Regions from separate parts of the Mus musculus genome. Here all the other regions are linked to region 2. A link is a contact called in public HiChIP or PLAC-seq data. All regions are on one chromosome and are shown on one strand. The core of a region is the stretch at or near the end of the contact, and the rest is flanking DNA. Distances in the headings are between cores, read along the strand shown. Region 1 holds the start of Gfus (GDP-L-fucose synthase). Region 2 holds the start of Gpaa1 (GPI anchor attachment protein 1). Region 3 holds the start of Lrrc14 (leucine rich repeat containing 14).

Region 1 (3,911 bases), core at 575-3,074, 400 kb before region 2:
AAAAGGAGAGAAAGAAAGAAAAATTTGGGGGTCAGAGAGATGGCTCAGCAGTTAAGAGCACTGGCTGCTCTTCCAAAGGATCAAATCCCAGCACCCACATGCTAGCTCATAACTGTCTGTACCTCAAGTTCCAAGAGACTAGACATCCTCACACAGACATACATACAAGCAAAACACCAATGCACATTACGTAAATAGATATAGACAGACAGACAAACAGACAATCTAGCAGCCAAGCAAGCTCAGTCCCAGATACATAGTGTGGTGTGCAGGTTTCTTTCAGCTTCTCAATCTGCAGGTCGGCACTTGGCCAAATGTCCTGAGGGCTGTACAAAACCAGCCCTCGGGGACTTCTTGGGGGTAAACCTGTGGAAGTTTCAAGAACCTAAGCTCCTGGCTCCCAATGCTTGTTGCCCCTGGAGCACTCCAACTTACCCAGAAATCCAAGTTGTATTTGATATTCCGGAAAAGGCCGCCTACCATTGCAGCGAGATGGATGACGTGGGTGGGCTGTACTTTCTGGAAGAGTGCTTGGGTTTGGGCTGCATCCCTGAGGGAAGCCAGGATGTCAGGGGAGGGCTAGGGAGGCCTGAGGAGATCAGGAGTTTGAGGCTTGGGCAGTGAGTCTAGAAACTGAATGGATCCATGGCTGGAAGGGCAGCCACAGAGACAAGTAGCTAAGTTCAGAGCTTTAGCAGCTGTCGGCTGGGAATCCCGGAACTACAGGAGGATGTTTACTTAAGAGCACAGCCAGCAACTACAGCCTGTCACCTGGCAGGGAGGACCCAAACTCGGGGTAGATTACTTCTAGGCTCAGGAACAAACCCGGTCAGGGTATTATTCTGTCTGGAAAGGGAACCAAGAGGAGGAATTGGGTCTGAATATGGTCGCAACTTACGTCAGATCTGCATCTTTGGAGGAGACAAACACCCATTCCTCTCCAGGTAAGCCGGCCCCATCTGCAACCACCTTCTGGATGGCTCTACCCACCAGTCCAGAGCCCCCTGTCACTAGGATCCTCATGGATCCATGGGGTTCGCCCATTATGGTCTGCACCTGGAGGGCCAAATGGTGTAAGCTAAGGAGGATACAGGATGTGCCATTTTCCCTACCCCATTCTCCTTGGCCAATGGCAGCAGGCACAGAATCAAAACTTCCAAGGAGGAGCGACAACAGGCTGACAGACACACCCAACTCTGTTCCCCCAGGAAGTCCTTTGCCCTGGGCATTATAGCTTCCTGCTGGCCGCCATCCCAAACAAAGTAGCTTGGTTCCAACCCATGACCCTACTAGGCAGAGGAAAGGTACACCTCATCCCTACGACTGCAAAATTAGGGCTGGCAGGTCCCTGCACAGATCATAGCGGCTGCTTCTCCCCAACGTTCACCCTACAGACAGACAAGGGGCGGTGCTCGTACTTGGAGTCCCGTACCCACAAATGCTGAGCTGATAGCCTACGGTCTAAGAAAGCCTAGTAGTTTAGGGCAGGGTGCACCGCTGGACGGCCTCAGGACGCTGGAATTTTTTACGGTTTCTGTAGGGGGGCTCTGAACCAGCCGCATGGCTCCACCGTTACCAAGATGAGCAAGGGCCCGGGCCCCAAACCCCTTGGTTCCCGACCCAGCCCAACCCCACGTAGACCCACAATGCGAGACGTACTCTTACGGCCCTGACCAGCCTGCGAGATCCCCGGTTTGCTGCGCCGAATCCAACTGTAAATCTCACCTGCGATGGGTTCCACCAGCCCAAGAGCTACTTCCGGTGCACAATTCTCCAGCTATTCCCGGTTCAAGTGGAGGGGGGCGAGACCCTCCCGGGGAACTCTGGGAAATGGAGTCTTTGTCACGCGCCAGTGAGGCGCGGGCCCTTCTGGGAAATGTCTTCTGGGCCTCACGGCCATCTGGGAAACCGAGTCCTGTGGGCGGGGCGGGGATGGTCCCGTCTCACCGCTGGAACTGCAATGCAGAGGACAAGCTGCACACCTAGACACACTCTAGTGGTTAAACGGACACAGGTCCCTCAAGGGACTAGTGGGCTGGCAAGGAATCTCCAGTTCTTATCCTGCAAGGAAAATCATTTCCCATTAGCCGGTCTGCGTGTCTGAGTGGCCAGGCGCCTGGCTGAGCCAGCATCCCTTACCAGTTGTGTGTTCCAGCCAAGAGTTCACACAAGACTCGATTTCTTTACCTAAATTGAGTATTTTAAAGCAGTGAATAAAATCTCTTCTACCTCGACAACATCTTAAAGTGTGTTTCATAATGAAAAATTAAAATATCAGCCAATGTTGGAATGGTGTTTTTAAAGGTACTTAACTCCAAGCCTGTTCGTCTGAATTCGATCCACTCGGATCCACTTACTGGAAAGCCAGAACTGACTTCCACAAGTCGTTCTCTGATTTTCACGCTCACACTGTCCCACACATGTACCCATACATAAAAACTAAATAATGTATAAAAAAAAAACCTAAAAAATATTGGTTATGAGGAGGTAAGTAGGACAGCAGATTATTCAGTTTAGCTAAGTTTATATGTCTATCAACTGTGATAGTAGTGTTAATTTAAAAATAGAGACACAGGCTTAAGAATACACACACAGAGTGTGGGAGAGCACACTCTACCTTTAATTCCAGCACTTGAGAGGCAGAGTCAGGCAGATCTCTGAATTTGAGGCCAGCCTGTTCTACAAAATGAGTTCATCCCCCTGAGCCTCTTCTAATTTTTTTAAATCTATTTATTTTATGTATATGAGTACACTGTAGCTGTCTTCAGACACACCAGAAGAGGGTGTCAGATCCCATTACAGATGGTTGTGAGCCACTATGTGGTTGCTGGGATTTGAACTCAGGACCTCTGGAAGAGCAGTCAGTGCTCTTAACCGCTGAGCCATCTCTCCAACCCGCCTCTTCTCATTTTTATGTCTTTTAAATGACTCATTGAATTTAGTTAGAGTTTGCAATTGTGGACCAGAGTCTAGTACAGCTGTTACCAGCCCCTTCCAGTGTTGAGGAATAATTCTATTTTGAGTAGCCCAGTTACTTAGAATTTATTCCACAAAAGACAAATTCATCCCATATGAAACCACAGCCTCTTTAAAATGCCTCAGATCTATCATTTCTTTTTATTTTACCTTATTTTATTTTTTTTTATTTTACGTGTACGCACTGTAGCTGTACTGATGGTTGTGAGCCATCATGTGGTTGCTGGGAATGAAGGTTGCTTGCTCCGGCTGGTCCTGCTCACTCTGGTTGGGCCCCGCTCCAGCCTAAAGATTTAGTATTATATCTAAGTACACTGTAGCTGTCTTCAGACGCGCATCAGAAGAGGTCGTCAGATCTCATTACAGATGGTTGTGAGCCACCAAGTGGCTGCTGGAATTAAACTCAGGACCTTTGGAAGAGCAGTCAGAGCTCTTAACCACTGAGCCATCTCTCCAGCCCTAACCCTTACTTTCAAAATGGGCTGTTTCATCATACTGTCCTCCTGCTTTTTTAGATATCTCTGACTTGCCTACCCTCTGGCATAGTTTCTTTCCTCTTTCCTTCTGCAGAAAACTTCCTTCTCTTGCTCAGTCATGGGGACTGAGCCCTTTTGTTCTCCATTTTCTGTCACTTCTTGCCCTCCCCAGTGCTTCTGTTTCCACCTGCAAGTTTTCCAACTGCATAGCCATTCTCCCAACTTTTTGGAAACAGAATATAGGAAGAAAAAAAGAAAAAAACAAAACAAAACAAAACAGGAAACCCCTCTGGTAGCAGAGCATGGGGTATCTCAGTAGAAGCAACCACATCTTGAAAAAGAATACCCATTTGAAGTGGAAGTGTCTGGATATGTCAGGTGACACAGACTCACGTGGTGTTTGGCTGAGATGACACCTTGTGGCAGGACATGTGGAATTTGGAGAGAGTATAACTAGGA
Region 2 (3,624 bases), core at 896-3,395:
TGAGATGGGGCTGCAGCTACGACAGACCTTCGAGGCAGCCATCCTCACACAGCTGCACCCCCGCTCTCAGATCGACATCTACGTGCAGGTGAGCTACCTGCACCGTCAAACCCCTCCCCCGGGGGCGGAGCTTAAAGCTATGTGGGCTGTCTGAGATGCTGCAGGATGCGGATGTCAGTCCATCAGATGTCTTGATGCCCCCTGTAGGTGCTGCAAGCAGATGGTGGGACCTACGCAGCATGTGTGAATGCAGCCACGCTAGCAGTGATGGATGCTGGGATACCTATGCGGGACTTTGTATGCGCATGTTCAGCTGGCTTTGTGGATGGCACAGCACTAGCGGACCTCAGCCACGTGGAGGAAGCAGCTGGAGGGCCCCAGCTCGCCCTGGCCCTGCTGCCCGCCTCCGGCCAGATCGCACTGCTTGAGATGGACTCGAGGCTGCACGAAGACCACTTGGAGCAGGTGCTAGAGGCTGCTGCCCAGGCGGCCCGAGGTGTGCACACTCTGCTGGACCTTGTCGTCCGACAGCACGTGCAGGAGGCCTCTGTCTCACTGGGGGACTGAGTGGCAACCACCCCTTTCCAGAATAAAGGCCTGTTCTTCTCCCGAGTACACCTTACTGTACAGCACTTAAAAGCTGCTCAGGGCCCTACAGCGCAGTTTATAGTGCAGTCCCTAAGTGGAGAGAGCACTTGTGCTAGGAAGAGCAAGGGTGCACCTGTTGTGCCTGCCCAGATATTAGGGTCCGCAAAGACCCCTGGGAGTATGAATCTGCATGCGAATTCAGACTTTCTTCACCCTTAAGCTTGGACCTCAGACTCCTCCAACACACCAGATTTGTGCTGAGAGCCCTGAGCCTCAATTAGGCAGGGTTTTTATACTAGTTTGATCAGGGAGCAGGGGTCTCCTGCCTGTCAGTTGCCTTATTTCGCAAAGTTATCTTTTTTTTTTTCCTGTTTTTTTGAGACAGGGTTTCTCTGTGTAGCCCTGGCTGTCCTGGAACTCACTCTGTAGACCAGGCCTGCCTCTGCCTCCTGAGTGCTGGGATTAAAGGCGTGTGCCACCACCGCCCGGCACAAAGAGGTATCTCGATGCACAGGGTTTGGTCAGTGATGAGCAATTTATCTGTAACCGTTGCAATGGTAGGCACTTTCCCTCTATTTCCCTGATTGGCTCTGGCCCAGGGCAGTTTCTTCTTGGACTTGTCGGTGGTATTTCTATTAACCACAGTTCAAACCGGGGACCAACAAACTCAAGTTGGAATCAGCTTACAAATTGGAGTTTCCCCCTTCGCCTATGTTGGTCACTCAAGTCCTCCAGCTAAGGAGTGTGCCATGCTTACACAGCCCATCAGGGACAGGAGCACAAGGCCGAGGTTGCACTCAGCTGGCTATGGGTGTCCATCATTAAGAGATGACATTATGACGTAACGGCAAAATTAGCTATTCAGAATCAGCCAAATAATTTTATGTTTGAGGATCATCACAACATGAGGAACGGTATTAAAGGTCAGAATGTTAAGAACCACTGGACTAATGTCTTCTTTCCTTGGGCCTTTCCTCCCGCTTACTTTGGGCTCTAGGAGGATAGCCACCTTTTGTTGCTTCTTGGCCATCTATCCTTAGGCCCTTACCCCTGCAACCTTTTAGAGAAACTACCTTCATCGCCACCACCACCCATCTCCTCTGGCCACCAACTCGCCCACTGTGCCAGTGAGCCCACTGTCTTAAGGTTCATGACATCCACAGAAATGATTTAGCGTCGAATCCTCAGTTCACACGGGTCCCTCAAGTCATAGCTACAACACTGTCATTCAGTATCTCACTTCAGCAGGCATCAGTCTTTTCTCGTCGTTCTAGCTCTCTACCCACCTGCGTTACACTCCCGAGAACCTTTAGGCAGGCACACTGTCGCTGCTCTGTCGTGAGATCCGCCAGCGTCCCGCCTTCCAGCTGCTCGCCCGCAGCTTCACAGCCCCAGGTTCCAGTTCCGCCCACTGGCCATGACTGCATCCCGTACTTCTCCAGCCTACCTCAGTTTTGAGCACGCGCAGAGCTGGCGACCTCAGTTGTGAGCATGCGCACAATCTGGTTTCCCAACTCCGTCTGCCGCTACCAAGAGTAGTGGCGCGATGGATCCTGGGACCGGAAATTAAGGCAGCACCGGGCGCCGGGTCCGACAGGAACCCTGCTCTTGGAGGTGTCAAGCTGCCGCGAGAGCAGAGCCCCGCGCCCCGCCATGGGTCTCCTGTCGGACCCGGTGCGCCGGCGCGCGCTCGCCCGCATCGTCTTGCGCCTTAACACACCTCTCTGGTGAGGGCGGGCACAGGGGGCGGGACTGGCGGGAACTTGAGCTGCTGTGGCTCCACACGCGCCTACTGCTCCAGGGTCTGCGACCTCTTTGCAAGTGTCACTCAGACACTGAGCTTAGAGCTCTGGTCCCTATCCATCGCTGATCTAGGGTCTTAGATCTTTTTTCCTTTCCGGAGGCAGGATTTCTCTGTGCAGCCCTGGTTGTCCTGGAACTTATTCTGTAGACCAGACTAGCCTCGAACTCAGATCCGCCTGTACCTGCCTCTGCCCCCTGAATGCTGGGATTAACAGCGTGTGCTGCCACTGCCCGGCTTTGGCTCCGGGTTCTTAATGGCTTGGACCATCCCGCTGGACCCTCTGGGTCATGGTGGAAGCCACGAGCTAGCGTTCCAGGTCGGGCTAATTCCGAGCCCACTCTGTACTCTCTCGCAGTGTGCTGAGCTACGTGGCCGGGATCGCCTGGTTTCTGGCGCTGGCTTTTCCGCCGTTAACCCAGCGCACTTACATGTCTGAGAATGCCATGGGCTCCACCATGGTGGAGGAACAGTTTGTAGGTGGAGACCGCGCTCGGAGCTTTGCCCGGGACTTCGCTGCCCACCGCAAGAAGCCGGGGTGAGTGCCTAGCAGCGGGCTGGGGATTTCAGGGGCGGCCGAGACCAGGGAGCTCTACTTAGAGGCTATCTTTTGTGTCTCCAGGGCTCTGCCAGTAGCCTGGCTGGAACGGTCCATGCGATCCGTAGGGCTGGAGGTCTACACCCAGAGCTTCTCCCGCAAACTACCCTTCCCGGATGAGACCCACGAGCGCTATGTATTGAGGGAAAGGGGTGTGCCTGGGAGAAAAGCACATTGGAAGGGTGGCCTGGGTTGGGTGTCTTGTTGAAGTGCCCTGAAACCAAGAAACTCTGGGAGGGATGGTCTGAAGAACTTTAGTGGTGGGCATTGAAGTGCCAGGAAAAAAGACAGGCTTCAGGCTGTCCGCTGGAGGGTCTGCTGAGGCTTTCCCATCAACTCTTTGTGCAGATGGTGTCAGGTACCAACGTGTATGGCATCCTGCGGGCCCCACGTTCTGCCAGTACCGAGTCCCTGGTGCTTACTGTACCCTGTGGTCCAGATGCCACCAATAGCCAGGCTGTGGGGTTGTTGTTGGCACTTGCTGCCCATTTCCGAGGTGAGGCTCTGGGGCTCTGGTCCGGGAGGATTTGACCAATGCCCCAGGCCCTTTGCTGACCCTGCCTTTGGCTTCCAGGGCAGATTTACTGGGCCAAAGATATCATTTTCCTGGTAACAGACCATGATCTTCTGGGCACCG
Region 3 (4,028 bases), core at 701-3,200, 380 kb after region 2:
TTCAGGAGTAGACGGGAAGAGACAGGAGGAGGGGAGGGGAGGGGAGGGGGAGGGAGGAGGAGAGGAGAGGAGAGGAGAGGAGGCTGGCCTGTTCCATTCAGCACATCTCACCTGCTTACGGAGAAGCCTGCCCCGATTGGCCCCAACTCGTACAAAGCGTTTGTTTTTCATGTTGAGTCGAATATAGTTCCCTCTGTCTAGGGAAGCTGGTCGAGGAGAGGCATGGAGGTGGGTTGTGCCCTTAGCCTTCTCTGTCCTGGCCTGGTTTGAGGAATTGCATGGCTGAGGGACATTCACTTGTGTGGGTTCTCCTGGAGGGTCTTGCCCATGTACTGTAGCCCTGGCTCCCTCAGACAGGGGTCCTGCTCCGCTGCTGGGCTGGTCTTGTGCAAAGTCCTCCCCCTTCTCATTCCACTTCCGCTTCCTGCCTTTACTGTTGATGGATTTGGGGCTCTGTGACAAAACCTGGGCTGGCTGTTGGGCTATGGCCTCTGGGCTCTGTACAGATACTTCTGACTGGATGTCAGGATCAGCGATGTTCACCTTGCCTGACATCTGAGGCTGTGACTCCTCTGCACTCAGGTCAAGCCCACAAGCACCCGGAACCTCTAGAAGATCTGAAACTCTGTTGTGACACCTCTCTAACCAACCAGGGTCTAGGGAAGTCAACCTCCGGCTGAGGGATGATCGGAGCTGCTGGAGCTGGCCCAGCCTCGGCCGGGGCTCAGGAACCCGAGGAAGTGCATCGTCAGCTTCGTCTGGACAGGGGGATTCAGTCTTTGAGCCTGGTGGCCTTGGGGCAGGAACTGTGGACAAGGATCTCTTCTGAAGCTGGAGTTTTCTGCTCTGGGTTGGTCCAGTCTAGAAAGACAGAACAGCAAATCGGAATTCAGGACCTGGGTTACTGCAGAAGTTTGGGACAGACAATAAGAGTGGAGATGCCTGAGCACCGTTAGGAACCTAGTCCCAGTTATTACAGGAGCGTACGTGCGTGCTATAAGGAAGGGTGGACATAGAAGGACCCTGGCAAACCACCCAAGGGCCAAAGGCAGTTCTGGGTTCACCTCCACGTCTTACCTGTGTTGTGTTTTTCAGATTGGCTTTGAGCCTCTTCCCATAGTCTTGTACAGAACTCAGTAGGCTCTGTTTTGGCATAGACTGCGTATTCTGCGTTGCAGCTCGACTCAGGTGGGGACCCCAGCAGCTTGGCTCCTGTGCCTGCAGTAGATAGTAGCAACCTAGACCAGTTTAAAAGATGGCATGGGCACAGAAGTGCCTCTAAAGCTTCCCCTAACCCCCATGGGAGGACCTGGCCACCCAACTTCTGTGCTCCATGGAGGCACGGCTGCAAAATGCTCTCGGTTCCTGCCATTTGGACCACAGACCGCTGAGAGTGGGATTCACTGATACCTCCTCAGCTGCCTCGGCAAGTGATTGCTCTAGGACACGATGTCTGTCGTCAGCCTGACGCACCGCCTGCTTTAGGTTACGGTACTCACGGTAGAGCGCTGGGAAGGCAGAAGTCGGCGGTCAGGGGCATACCCACTAACATTCGCCCTGTCCCTGGTCCACCAGCCCAGTGCTCACCGCGGGTCTCTTCAGGTGCCGCCTCCACATCCCCCTAGGAGAGAAGCTTGTCAGCAACAGGCTGCGCCAGGATCCCCCACTTGCCGCCCCTGTCCGGACCCTAACTCCACCTCACCTTCGCTGGCCGTCGCCCGTGCAGCCGTGCAAAAGCGCGTTCCCACTCCTGTAGCCGCGCGCGAACGGTCGCGAGCCGCTCCATGGCAGCCCGAACGTGAGTTTAGGGGAAATCTCCCGCCGCCACCGTAAAGTCCTGTCCTTAGCCAATGAGAGCGGCCGCCGGGCGGTGCTGCAGATGCTCTGAGCCCCCCGGGGAGGGGGCGGGCCTATGAGTTGTTGCGTCATCACAGCGCGCCCCGGCGCTGCGCGGAGCTGGGCGAGGCTTGCTGGGCGAGGAAGGGTTGCAGGCCTTGGTAGTCGGGGAGGCGGATGAGCGGGGGCCGCGGGGCTGGGATTCGAGTCGAGCTGAGAGTCAAGCAGCCGTTAGTGGTCAGGGCACTTGGACGGCAGGTTCGACGGGGACTGGCGCTTGAAGACCACGGCTGAGGCGGATTCTCGGGAGGTGCCGCCGGCGCGCGGGGATGGGCCGCAAGCGAAGGGAGACCTAGGGGCGGGCGAGGCCGGTCTCGGCCTGTGGCTCCAGGCTCGCCCGGGTCAGTTGATGTTCCGGGCTTTTTGTTTTCTCCAAGGATCCGAGCGTGCGCGTCTGTATGCCGCAGAGACCGCTGTGTCCTGTGTGCAGTAGCATCACCCAGAAGCAATCCTTGCTTGGAGGCCAGGCGGGCTGCCACCGGTTCCTCTTATGACAGGTGTTTGGTTGGCTTGTCCTGTCAGTTAGGCAGTCCTATTATCTTAAGCTAGAGCCAGATCAAGGACAGTCACGCGGGGTTCCCCAGGGACGCGTGCCTTAAGGACTCGTAGGAGATGTTAGAAGCAAGCAAACCCTGGGCTTCATCAGTCTTTCTGGTCCCCAGTCTTGTCCCTTGCTGCGGCTTTGCGTAAGGCCTAGGCCCTGGTTTTCCATTCTGTTGTGGGCTGAGGACTGTAGCATAGTTCTGAGGGTAAGGTGTTTTGCCCACAGGAAGTCTACTGACCCAGGATAGCAAGAATCATTCAGGCTCAGGATCTTTTGTATGTGGCTTCTCAGCTGGAACGCTTTAGCAGTTTTGGCTTGGATCGTTATGAATCTCGTGAATTTAAGACATGGTTTCTCAGTGAAGAGGAGGTACCCGAATAGGAGACAAGGACCACAGAGGGTGAGAGTTGCTCTTCCTCAGGGATTTCTCTGCCTAGTTATACCCTAGAAATCCGCTATCTCTGGAGTTCAAACTCAGGGCCTTGGTCTCAGATGCTGCACACCATCTGTTCACAGGATCCTTTAAAAAACAAAAACAAAAAAAAAACCCCAGAGCCTGGCACTCACTAAGCTGTGTTAGACTTCTTTAACTCCAAAGGCACATCTACGTGGAGGGTCAGGATGTTAGGCTACTGGCTCTGGAGGAATCCTCTGTTGTCAGTCTGGTGGGAAGAGAGGTCTGGGATTTACTTCACTTTAGAAAATATTTACTTTCCCTAGTCGTAGGAAAATACACCATGTGCATGTGAAAGCTTCAGGTCAAAAGGGGGCACCTGCATCAGTTCCATGTGGCTGTGACATACCATGTTGGTTCTGGAAACCAGGCTGGGGTCTTTTGCAAGATCGGTAAATGCTCATAACTGCTGAACCATTTCTCCACCCCACCCTCCCACCCCCATTTTACAAGCAAACATGCAAATCTACTAGAACTCAATAGTGGGCTAGCCAGCCAGTAAGGTTCAGGGAGTCTTCTGTTGACTCCAGTGCTGGCTACAGAGCTGTGTCACCTGTATCCTGCTTTTACATAGGTTCTGTGGTCTGAAATCAGGTCCTCATGTTCAGTAAGAGCTATACAGAAAGGCGTCTCCCAGCCCCTTTTCTTCTTCTCTTTTCTTTCCTTCCTTTTTTTTTTTTTTTTTTTTTTTTTTGGCTAGGATGTCACTGTAAGGATAAACAGACTATAAATAGACTAGGTGCGCTTCGGACTCATAGATCTACCTCCCTCTTGCCTTCCTCTGTGCTGGAATTGAAGGTGTACAACTCCATGCCTAGCCCTTACTAGACTTCTGAGGAAGGATTTCTGAGTCATTGTCATTTGGGAGACCTAAAGTATCAGTGTTGGGCCCTGCAGAGCATGAGCTATTTCTTTTAACAGACAGGTCATTGACACAGCTGCACTATGTATGTTCTGCTCAACACTTTGTTTCCCCCATGTCTCCTGTCCACTCTGCACAGTGCTAAGTGCTTCCTAGGAATTGTTCCTGCCAAGTGTGATGGCACAGCATGTAATCCCAGAAGAGGCAGGAGGATTGCTACAAATTCAAGACAAGCCTGGGCTATACAGTGAGACATTGTCTCAAGCCAGACC

The links. HiChIP or PLAC-seq counts read pairs in DNA pulled down with a chosen protein or histone mark.
Region 1: an HNF4G HiChIP or PLAC-seq map of pancreatic cancer cells shows a contact between it and region 2. The contact joins the promoter of Gfus here to the promoter of Gpaa1 in region 2. A contact is called at or near these places in 3 of 39 promoter capture datasets (erythroid cells, hippocampal neurons and neural stem cells), 23 of 484 Hi-C or Micro-C datasets (CD8 T cells, the G1E-ER4 cell line, LSK cells and 15 more), 6 of 115 datasets of contacts at active chromatin or transcription factors (the SCID.adh cell line, astrocytes, embryonic stem cells and 2 more) and 4 of 9 other capture datasets (adipose tissue, liver, macrophages and 1 more).
Region 3: an H3K4me3 HiChIP or PLAC-seq map of the SCID.adh cell line shows a contact between it and region 2, with 14 read pairs. The contact joins the promoter of Lrrc14 here to the promoter of Gpaa1 in region 2. A contact is called at or near these places in 8 of 39 promoter capture datasets (the C10 cell line, cranial neural crest, embryonic stem cells and 4 more), 2 of 484 Hi-C or Micro-C datasets (B cells and granulocyte-monocyte progenitors), 3 of 115 datasets of contacts at active chromatin or transcription factors (the SCID.adh cell line, embryonic stem cells and pancreatic cancer cells) and 2 of 9 other capture datasets (adipose tissue and liver).

Annotation. Positions count from the first base shown.
Region 1 is chr15:75,927,994-75,931,904 of GRCm38.p6, forward strand. Gfus (GDP-L-fucose synthase) reads right to left here and starts at 1,825. Exons shown (of 11, transcript NM_001357005.1): 1 at 1,726-1,825; 2 at 899-1,056; 3 at 436-550. The coding sequence starts at 1,044.
Region 2 is chr15:76,329,149-76,332,772 of GRCm38.p6, forward strand. It overlaps Gpaa1 (GPI anchor attachment protein 1), which reads left to right and starts at 2,146. Exons shown (of 12, transcript NM_010331.2): 1 at 2,146-2,315; 2 at 2,748-2,927; 3 at 3,012-3,123; 4 at 3,336-3,483; 5 at 3,562-3,624. The coding sequence starts at 2,242. It overlaps Exosc4 (exosome component 4), which reads left to right. Exons shown (of 3, transcript NM_175399.4): 2 at 1-88; 3 at 208-1,522. The coding sequence ends at 567. It also overlaps a transcript of Oplah not described here.
Region 3 is chr15:76,708,691-76,712,718 of GRCm38.p6, forward strand. It overlaps Lrrc14 (leucine rich repeat containing 14), which reads left to right and starts at 1,951. Exons shown (of 4, transcript NM_001358891.1): 1 at 1,951-2,237. Recql4 (RecQ protein-like 4) reads right to left here and starts at 1,869. Exons shown (of 22, transcript NM_058214.3): 1 at 1,703-1,869; 2 at 1,588-1,621; 3 at 1,411-1,508; 4 at 1,078-1,218; 5 at 112-861. The coding sequence starts at 1,786.